Linked DNA regions of Macaca mulatta: region 2 is linked to region 1. A link is a contact called in public Hi-C data. All regions are on one chromosome and are shown on one strand. Each heading gives the region's core, a stretch centred on a gene start, on an enhancer-like site or on the middle of the called end of the contact. The rest is flanking DNA. Distances are from core to core; before and after follow the strand shown. Region 1 holds the start of GTDC1 (glycosyltransferase like domain containing 1). Region 2 holds the start of ZEB2 (zinc finger E-box binding homeobox 2).

Region 1 (5,014 bases), core at 2,386-4,885:
AATGTTCAACTAGGAATCATCCTATGGAATTGGCTCTGCATCTGCTCAGCCCAAATTTTACCCTGGCAATTTAAAGAATGGAGTGTTGGTTTGTACTTTCCAAGAGAAATGCTTGAAAATTTTCCTCAGTTTTTTAAAAAAAATAACCAGGCAGGGCACAGTGGCTCACATCTGTAATCCCAGCACTTTGGGAAGCCAAGGCAGGAGATCGAGACCAGCTTGGCCAACATGGTGGAACTCCACCACTACTAAAATACAAAAAATATTACCCAGGTGTGGTGGTGCATTCCTGCAATCCCAGCTACTCAGGAGGCTGAGGCAGGAGACCACTTGAACCAGGGAGGCGGAGGTTGCAGTGAGCTGCAATCACACCACTGCAATCCAGCCTGGGTGACAGAGTGAGACTCTGCCTCAAAAAAACTAAAATTAAAAAACATGCTATTCTGACATAAAAAAAAAAAAAGAAGAAGAGGTAAGAATACAAGAAAAAGAATACACAGTTTTCTTCATGTAACACCAACAAGAAGCATAATATATCAAATACAACCTAAAACTGTTTAAAATATCATTTGAGACAATTTGCCAAGGTAGTCTGAACTCTGAAAGTTATGTTCCTTACAAAGGTCTATATGCTGAAAAACATCCTTATAAAATAAAACCAAGATTGTAAAATGTGGCCTATGGTAACAATCAAGAGAGTCACTCAATTCATGTTGTCACACTTTGCTCTCGTGGAAACATTGTATTTTAGCTCACCTAAGGTGTTCTCTTACTAAAGTAATGTTCTTTCCCAATATCAGAGTGACTAACATAAGTTAAAGAACAAAATTCACACTGTTAAGTTTCTTCCCCCAATTTTTCTAATCTGACACCTGCTACCTCTTTCAATATTGGAATTCAACCTAACAGAGTTATCTGGTTCAACATAAAAAAGGAACTGAGTTATTTCAAGTTTACTATATCATGATTCAGGACTTCCTGGCACTCTGCTACCTTCAGAAATTAGATAAAGCCCAACAAGATCATAAGCATTTAAAGAGTACCCACTACACTTGAAAATGGGTATACACAGATGAGCAGGACGTAGCCGAACTCACGAAGCGCCTACCAGGAAAGTGCACACAGGCCAACAAATATTTACTAAATGTCCACACTAAACACTGTGCTCTGGGATGCAAAAAATTCATCTCACCGCAGCAAGAACTTCAAGACTCATGCATTTGAGGCCCACTTTGAAATGTGAGATTGGGCATGCTGGAATTAGATTATTACATGTGATAGGATTTCCCTTCCTAAGTGATAGTCATGCATCACATAACATTTTAGTCAACAAGACATCGAATATACAACTGTGGCCCCGTAAGATTATAATACCGTATTTTTACTGTACCTTTTCTAAGTTTAGATATGTTTAGATACAGTATTCAGTACAGTAACATGCTGAACAGAGATGTAGCCCAGGACTAATAAACTATACCACATAGCCTAGGTGTGCAGTAGGTTATACCATGTAGATTTGTGTGAGTACACTCTATGATGCTCCCACAAGTATCTTTTCTCGGAACATACCTGTCATTAAATGACACATGACGATATCAAGGTTTATATACACCATAACTCTAAGACTCTTAAAATACCAATCTGCTGGAAGTGACGTAGGCTATCCGAATCAAAAATATGAATCTATTCTTGAAGCGCAAGATAATTACTAATTTGAAAAAACTGGAAAGTAATGTTTAAACTGATAGAATGCAAATACTTCCTATGAACAATTTATGGCATTATCAGTCTAATGGGTCCAAATCATAAATTAAGAAAAAAAATTAAATTTAGTTAATTACTTGGCTTTTTAAGATGCCATAATCAAACAAACTTTAGTACAAGAATAGAAGAGGTCTGAATTACCTAGGTAAGTGTTTAGTTAATTAAGACAACTAGTTCTATTCGGCTCCTGCTAAATTTCATCAAGAAACTGCCTTCGATTCTTAATTTCTCTATAAAATAATGCGACTGGATTATACTACTAAAGTCCCTTACACATCGAAAATTCTGTACTTCTGTGATGCATAAGATTAAAACGTCAACACAATTTTCAAATCAAGACTAAAGAAGCCATCTTAACTTTGCAAACGTGATGTTAAAAAATTTACTATTTCCTGCCTTATTGCAAGTATTATGCTTCAGATTTTACCTATTCATTGTTTTCAAGTATGTCAAAGAAAGTTTCGTGACCCTCAATACTAAAACTGTTTCATTTAATACAGTACAGGACCCTAAGGAAAATGTATACCAAAAGGGAGTGGGAGCCGAGAAGAATGTAATCCAAATCAGACCTGGAACGCACTAATTAAAATTCAATATTTCACTTAGTATGTGCGTTCCTACATGAAACTCCTGTCATGGTTAAAGCTTAAGGTTAAACAGGTTAGTAGAAGCCAACAGAATGGCTCTATTGAATTGTACTGAACTTCTTTTTCAGCAGCTCCTTTACCTTACCACTATGTTCAGCTTTAAAATCAACTTCAGGGGTAGGCACCAAATAACCAACGTGAGCCATGGCAGCCGGGGGCTGCAAACTGAAATCCATCTCGTGTGGAAAATCATCATCAACTCACGTTTTCCATTTCAAACTGCGATACAGGTGGAGGAAAAGCTGTAAAAGCCTTCTCTTTGAACCTCACATCACACCGCCTCAAGGCATTAACTTAAGAATCTCAAGATAACCTAATGCAGCAGTTGTCAGAAGACTCTAAAAGTTTGTATGTGCGGGAGAAGGCAAAAAAACTACTTCGGGACTAAAGGTTAAATTTCGCTGCTGGATTCCCAAGACTTAAATTCAGAGAATCTTTCCACCTGGACAGAATGGGATTGTCTGGATCCCGATGAAAATGGGAAATTATGTGCTTAATCCTCAAACGAGGGATTCCGGGATGGGGGGCACAGTGAGGGTCCTCACACTCGGCTGGCAGAGGGGAGTGGGACGCTGGTGAGGTCTGGTAACTGAGGGCGACCAGAAGCCAGACGCGAAGGTTTCCCTCAGGAAGGCCTGGGGCTCGCACTGCAAGGGGCCAAGCGCCGGGCAGCCTGGTGGTCGGCGAAGCACCCTAGCCAACTCAGGCCAACCCGGGCACCCGGCCTCCCTTCTCCCGCGCGAGGGCGACGTGCCCCCACCCGTCCTTGCAGGCTGCGCGAGGAAGAAGCCGAGCGCCGGGCTGCGAAAACCAGCACGCACGACGTGTAGGCACCAAGAAAACGCAATTCGAACACGACCAGTTTGCAGAAGGAACAAAACGCCACGGCCTGGACGCCCCATTCCGAGCGCGGCGCGGACGGCGGCGCAGGGAGCGCAGCGCGTGCGCCCGGGAAGCGCGCGGCTCTCAGCTCCGCCTCCCCCACACCCCCCGCCCCCGGCTCCCCGCGCCGCAGCCGCTGCTGCTGCCCCTCTGGGAACTCCGCGCAGCGCAGCCCCGCGAGGCGGGCGCCGGGGAGGGGAGGGGCCGCGCTCCCCGCCTCCCCGCCGGCCCGCGCGGCTCCCCAGCCCGGAGCCTACTCACCTCCTCCTCCTCCTCCTTGTCTCTCCCTCCTGGCCACCGGCGCGGCCCAGCCGGCGACGCGCTGACGCCGTGCCCCTCCCCCGCGGCCGCCGCGGATGCCGCCGCCCCTCCCGGCCCGCGGCCGCCCCGGCCTCCAGGCGCGTCAGGCGCTGGCCCCGCCCCTCGGCCCGCCCGCGCAATCGAGGCTCCGCCTCTCTGCACCGCCCAGACTCTGCGGGCGCTAGGTCCGTGAGTCAGCGGCCGCTCCCGCCCGCGCGAGTCGCTCCGCCCTGGCCCGCGGGCTAGGCTCCTCGCACCTGCCCACTGTCCCCCGGCCTCGCTGTGCTCCCCACCTCCCTGCGTGCCCTTTCCCATTTCGTCAGCACCCTGTCCGCCCCTTCAGCTTTTTCGTACTCTTTCCCCAACCTACTAGTCCTGTTCTAAGCTCGCATAGTCACCTTCTCTTTCCTTCTGGAAGGTCTGTGCTGTTCATTAGGTCGACCTCGGATTCCTCCTGCAGTTTTCCAGCCGGACCCTTGCATCTCATTTCCCAGTCCACTCCCCGGCCTGCTAGAGCCTCAGGGCTCCTGTGCGTTCCCGGCTCCCTTGCCGGCACCCCTACCTGCTGTGCAGCCCGTACCTCCTCCACAGCTGCTTTGCCAATGCCTCTTAGTATCCCTCCCTCTGGACCTTCTCGGTTCCCTCCTGGCAAGGCTCTTGCCTTCCTTTCTCTCCATTTTTCGCGTCCTTTGGGTTCTGGCTACTACACACACTTCTGATGCAGTTTGAGTATTCAATAATTGCATGTTCGCGGTCCCACTTACGCGAAGAGAGTCACATTGAGTAATTAAAAATCACAAAACAAAGCGACAGCAGTGGAGACCATCTTTTGACTTGCATAGTTCCATCTATATTTTCCTCGTGCAATAATATTTTCATTGCCATTTGAATTCCAAGGAATGGGATTTTCTGTTGGGGCTTAAAATTCACAAGTGTTGGATTTTTTTTCCCCTGCGACCTAATTTCACTTTAACTCTTTTATTTATAGCATACATAGTAAAAAGAGTACCAGGAAGTCCCAGGTGTTCTTTTGACTGTAAAGTGAGGAATGTGGCCCTTCTTTAAATTTCCTTTCTGAAGTAAAGGATTTTGTATCTGGAAGGAGGTTGTAGGTTAAATGACTCTGGCCAAGGCAAAACATGCAAATGTAACTGTATGTCTGGTTTATTAAGTAACTTCATTTTTAAAACTGCAACTTGGAAGAGTTAGGCTGTGATGCGGAAATGAGTTAAGAAACATACGAAAATAAAGGAAATCGGTTAGGCCTTTGTAGTTATATCCACAAGTTGCTTTAAGTTATGTGAGTAAATATTCTTATCCTTAAATTGAAGCGTTGAAACTATCTTCCGTTCTAAACAAAATCCAGCTCTGTGGACATTCAAAGTTTAAAACCGTTGTTGAATTGAACAACAGCATTGTAA
Region 2 (5,371 bases), core at 1,225-3,724, 190 kb after region 1:
TCGGGCAAATTGATAATAGTAATTATAGGAAGCCCACTCGCCCAGCGCCCCCTCCCCTCCCCTTTTGGAGTTTATCGAGGCACTGTCTCTTCCTCCCCCCACCCTCGCCCCCAAATTAAGATTTCCCGTTTTACGCCGCAATAAGAAATATAATTACAAGCCTCTTTGGACACTGTCCTTTACCCCACCCCCCCTCGCCACTTTGACAATATTTACAGTATTTCCCCCCACTTCACTCACACACATGCTCCCCCACACTGGTTCCCTGAAATAGTTCCAGTAGATTTTTTTTCCCCCTTAAGAAAGGAAAGAGAAAGTCCAACCACTACGGCAATACTTTTAAGCTCTACTAAATGATCGTATCCTTTCTGGCTTCGAAACTTTTGTACCTAAAAATCGAGAGAGGCGCTGCATTTTTTCAGCTGAAACTGTCAAAACTTGGAGAAGGGGAACCTCGGAGGCAGGCAGGAGAGGAGGAGAATCCTGAAAACTCTGTGGAGGTTGGGAAGATGCTGTGCCTCGAGGATTAGTTTAAACAGGGGGCTATAAAAGATGTAACAGATGCAAACTGTAACACAAGGGCCATTAACCCTTTCTCTGCCGGGCACACTCAGTCCCCACGCCCCGCACCTATTGTCTCCTGTGCTAGAAGCTTTGCAGAAAACCTGGAAAGTGAGTATCAGTTTCCACACATTTGCTGAGAAGGGTGAAGGGAGGGGGGCAGAGAGAAGGGGAAGTGGATATTTTAGAAAGCACCTTAAATTTACGTAGGCATACATAGTAGGAGACTTTTAAGTTTGACACATTTTATCATTTCTTTCCTTGCCCTATTGATTTGAAATTGTTAGGGGAAATCCTGAAATAAAGAAATGGTCACACAAGTGTCTGGGATGAAACAGCTGGCCTGTCTATATTCATCCTGAGACACACGACTGCATATAAATACATGTTTAATAAAGTAAGTTGCTAGTTTTATGGGCATGTGTGTGTAAAAGAGACAGGGCTTTTGTGCTGTAAACTTTATCTTTGCCTGTTACTCCTAAGTCTGGAGTTAGTAATCTTGCCTTCATCATTACAGGGGGAGCATGTAAAATATATCAGTAGGTGGGAGATAAACACATTCATGTTAGCCGGGCTCATCACTGTTCCTGGGAACTCCTGCTATCTCTCTCTCGACTTTTCAGTGCCAAAGTATAGAATGGGATATATGTGTGTATGTGTCTTCTATTAAATCCATGACTATATTACTTTGCCATTTAAAATACAATTTTAAAAGTTATCCTAATTTAAAACCCTGATATCCTGACAGCAGTTTTCTTCCCAGCTGTAGTGCCCCCCCTCCACTTTGGTAAACGACTCAAGTTCCATGAGGACTTTCACTTCTTTATTTATAATCACAGAAGTGAGGTGTTACTTCACACACATACACACACAAAGAATGAAATAAAGAAATGAAACTCGCTAAGCAGACAAAAACAGACAACTTTCTGCTTAGAAAACAGCCTTCTCGGTGGGAGAGGATGAACTGCCATGTCTAAGAGAAAGACTTGCCCCCGAATTTGTAGGTCTGAAACTGACCAAGTTTTGTAATTATTAACAGGTATTTGCCAAGTCCTAATTGCTAAATATAATGAATTGGAACTAGATGCGAAAATAGAGCAGGACCTCTCCCCTTGATGAGTTTTTATTCCAGCCATATAATTCTCAATAAAACTTTTCCTGGGCTGAGTAGCAAAGGGCACCTTAGGTTACCTGAATGGACAGGTACAGGGGAAATTATTTGGGGGAGGGAAAAAGGAGAGAAAAGCAAGGAGAGAAAGTGTGAGTGTAAGTGTAAGAGAAAGCGAAGAAGACACTCTTGAGAAAAGCTTGCCACAAAGAAGCTAAACCCACCTGAAATTCATACCCACGGACACCCCTTCTCACTTCAGACTCACATCCCCACTCAAAATGAGAAAATTAGAAAAGGAGGATGGAGGACGAGCACACCAAAAAGGGATAAAAAGAGAGAAAAGGGGAGGAAAAAAAACCTACCTGCGAAGTCTTGTTTGTAGTTTTGGCCAGAAATGGTGAGAAGAAAAAGCATGAAGAAGCCGCGAAGTGTGGGGGAGAAAAAGGTGGAAGCGAAGAAACAGCTCCCGGAGCAAACTGTACAAAAACCTCGCCAAGAGTGTCGGGAGGCAGGACCGTTATTCCTGCGGAGCAGGTTAGAACTGATCTCTTTCGGCCACTCCAGGAAACACAAACCTGGGGACGGACTGACGTGTTACGCCTCTTCTAATGACATTTTTTTCTTTTTCTTTTCTGTAGGAGAGAGACGAGAGACCCTGAAACACGCGCCACCTATCTTTGTGGGGAGGGATAATTGAAGCGCCCTGAGCGTGAGCATCATGTGAAAACGTGATCGCCAAGTTTCTCTCTGGGAAAGGATCTGGGATAGATTATACCTTGAAGTCTCCGCAAACGCTTTAGTGGAAGAAATGAAATTCCACCTCCCTCCCTTCCTCCTCTCCCTCCCTTTCGCCTTCGCCTCCCTCCCCCCTCCCTCCCTTCTCCCCCCCCTCCCCCCGCCCGTCAAGCCTTTGGCATCATTATCCTCATCACTAAATCCTACAGAGTACAGGGCGGAAAACGGTGCACACCATTCACAGAACTGGAGAACTCCAAGGGGCGAAAGTTAAAGGGAAAGATCCCGGGTCCTCAATCCAGATCATCTCTTCTTATACAGATATCTCTAATGACCAGATTTGAGATGCACATCAAATTGTGTAGCTATCTCAGTACAGCTTCTGGAACAAAATTCACTGCCCTTTCCATTATTATTATTTTTTTCTTTTTAGGTACCAGAGCCAGAAAAAAAAAAAAAAAAAGTGCTTCATGAGAGCTGCATCTTAGGGCATGTGTGTTAGGGTGTGTGCATGATGAATTTCTGGTCTGGATCCCAATATTAAAAAGTAGTTTGGCATTTTAATAAAGGGTTTCTAAGTAAATTAACATAGAACACTCGGTTGGCCGATCTCTGAATCTCTCTACACCTCGGGGAGACCTCACTACAAAGTAAGGGAGAATGTGTAGGGAGGCAGGAGGAGAAAAGAGAAAGGCCATAGAGAAACTTAGCAGGGAAGGGAGAACATGATATTAAACGGCATGGGGTCTAAGTTTTGGAGTATATATTTTTTGATATTACAATTAAAGTAAAATTAAAAAGAAAAGACTCCACCTTTGCTCTGAAGGGATTGGTTATGCAAATATGGAAGGGATTTCCTGGAGAATACAGCTTTCTACTGTATGGTTAATTAAATAATCACTCAAAAGCTTCCAACGTGACGCTTCTGTCGTAATCCAATCAGGTTACATAGGTCCTAAACAAGAAAGATATTTTCCACATCTGGAAGTCAGCAATTTAGCAAGTACTGCACATTATTAACCAATTCAGAGCCCACTTCCCAGGGGAATTTTTTTGAAGTTTAAGTGTTCTTAACCAATGCTCTGCTGTTTTGTTAATCAAAAAGCTGGTTTACACTGCACATAATTGGAACTAATATAGAAGTAAATAAAGACAGCCAAATTTGAGGATGCTGAGCACAGGCATTTATCGGAAAAGGAAGAAATCTCCTATCTTCGGATGGTTCAGGCTCAATTTCTTAAATAACTGTGAGACTTTTTTTTTTTTTTCCCCTAAAGAGTGAAAGTGCTTGAGAACCTCAGAGCACAAATAAACTTCTAGTCTCACAGCATTTAGAATCCTTCGGAAAGGTAAAGGTGGAGGTGTTAAGAGGACCAGAGAGCTGCCTCACACCACTTTTTAAGCTTTAATATTGTTAAATATGTTACACCCTCCTGTTTCCAGTCTGATGAAATCTGAAACAAATAATACCCTGATCCAACACTATATTAAGATAAACTGCTTTGAACTGTGCTTTGAATGTGTGCCTAAAGCAAGGCTTTGAATGCAAGAGTCACTGGCAATTGCACTCAAAGGAGGGACAAGCCACCACATGGGTTGCCACATCACACTCCCAGAGGTACACGTCTTTGTATTTTGTATTTTTTTTTTTTGCGGGGGCGGGGGAGGGGTTAATAGCTACCTAGCACGACCACAGCTAGATCTTGTTCTAGGATGCAAGAAAGTAGATTTTCACAGTTGGTTACAGACTCACCTCTTTCCTAACTTAAGTATTTACTATAATGAAAATAGCTACTGGATAAATTAACTCTCTCCCCCCACCCCATCACAGATAAAGTGTCTATAGAAGAAAGGCATTCAGGATCTTCAGCTTAAAAATTATTAATAAATAAAATCAAAGATTTTCAACATGGGTCAGGCATATTCTTAATTTTATATTTTACATTTCTTTCATTATTATATCTCTATACTAAATATATGTGTGACTTATCAAGTTCCTCTTCTGAGATTTAAGCACCACTGCTCATGTCCATTTTTCTTCCTCCTCCTTTTTTTCCTCTTTTTTAATTTAAAAGATTGGAGTCCAGCTTTCTCTAGAAGCTTGCTTTACAGCCACCCCTCTCCCACTCCTAAGGAAGAAGGAACCCTTTGAATATAGAGTGGTTCCAGGCAAGACTCCTTTTCAGGCACCCAGGTAGCCATTGGAGGCTTGCAGCCCAGACACACACACAAGCATAACCTCAGGTCAAAGGATCCAATCGAATAGCTAACAAAACACTTGTCTTTATTATGTATATTAAATGTCAGATTACTTAGGATCTGACTGAAAAAAAAAAAAAAAAACCTAAGTATTTCCATTAAAAACACCTAATCATCTGATTACCCTGGACTCAGTAATCGTTCAAGTGGCAGGAGGCAGTCCCCAACATTTAGCACTGGGAGTTCCGACTGGCCAGTATTTAGTTTGGGGTGAAAAAGCAGTCTTCCAGGTTCCCATGAAGGTAGATGTTTGGATGGTGGCACGAGAGGGGTCTCCGCGAGGGGTGAGCGCTACGGCTAGGTTGCCTTGCCCTCGTTCCTGACTGGCACGCCCCTCCCCAGGCATTTGGCCGAGAGAGTTCCCAACGTGGCAGAGGTGATGGGGTCGGGAGGAAGCCGGAATATAAATTTGTTCCGAACACTCCCTCAGTCCGAGGGCCAGGTCGGGGACAATGGGGATCGTGGGATCAGGGGGATGCAGGAGCGCAGGACGCAGAGAAAAGTCGAGAGGACTGGGGGCTGCTGACTTTCGGCTCCTCACACAGCAAAATAAGTCCTGCAAATGAATCTCTCCTTCTCTGTCTTCCCCATTAATAATCCACTTCCAGATTAGCGCAGACGAAAGAGATTAAAACAACAGATACACGGAAATGTGAAATAATATTGCAATCAACATTGAAGGGGGAAAATAATTATTTAGGGTTT

What was found. Hi-C and Micro-C count contacts between places; a contact is called where the count stands out from the background.
Region 2: a Hi-C map of fetal cortex germinal zone shows a contact between it and region 1, with 2.3 times the contacts expected there. The contact joins the promoter of ZEB2 here to the promoter of GTDC1 in region 1. A contact is called at or near these places in 2 of 14 Hi-C or Micro-C datasets (fetal cortex germinal zone and fetal cortical plate).

Annotation. Positions count from the first base shown.
Region 1 is chr12:49,280,222-49,285,235 of T2T-MMU8v2.0, forward strand. It overlaps GTDC1 (glycosyltransferase like domain containing 1), which reads right to left and starts at 3,636. Exons shown (of 12, transcript NM_001261488.2): 1 at 3,555-3,636.
Region 2 is chr12:49,473,569-49,478,939 of T2T-MMU8v2.0, forward strand. It overlaps ZEB2 (zinc finger E-box binding homeobox 2), which reads right to left and starts at 2,475. Exons shown (of 9, transcript XM_015110057.3): 1 at 2,035-2,475. It overlaps LOC144333377 (a long non-coding RNA gene), which reads left to right and starts at 2,055. Exons shown (of 2, transcript XR_013401984.1): 1 at 2,055-2,206; 2 at 2,311-2,998.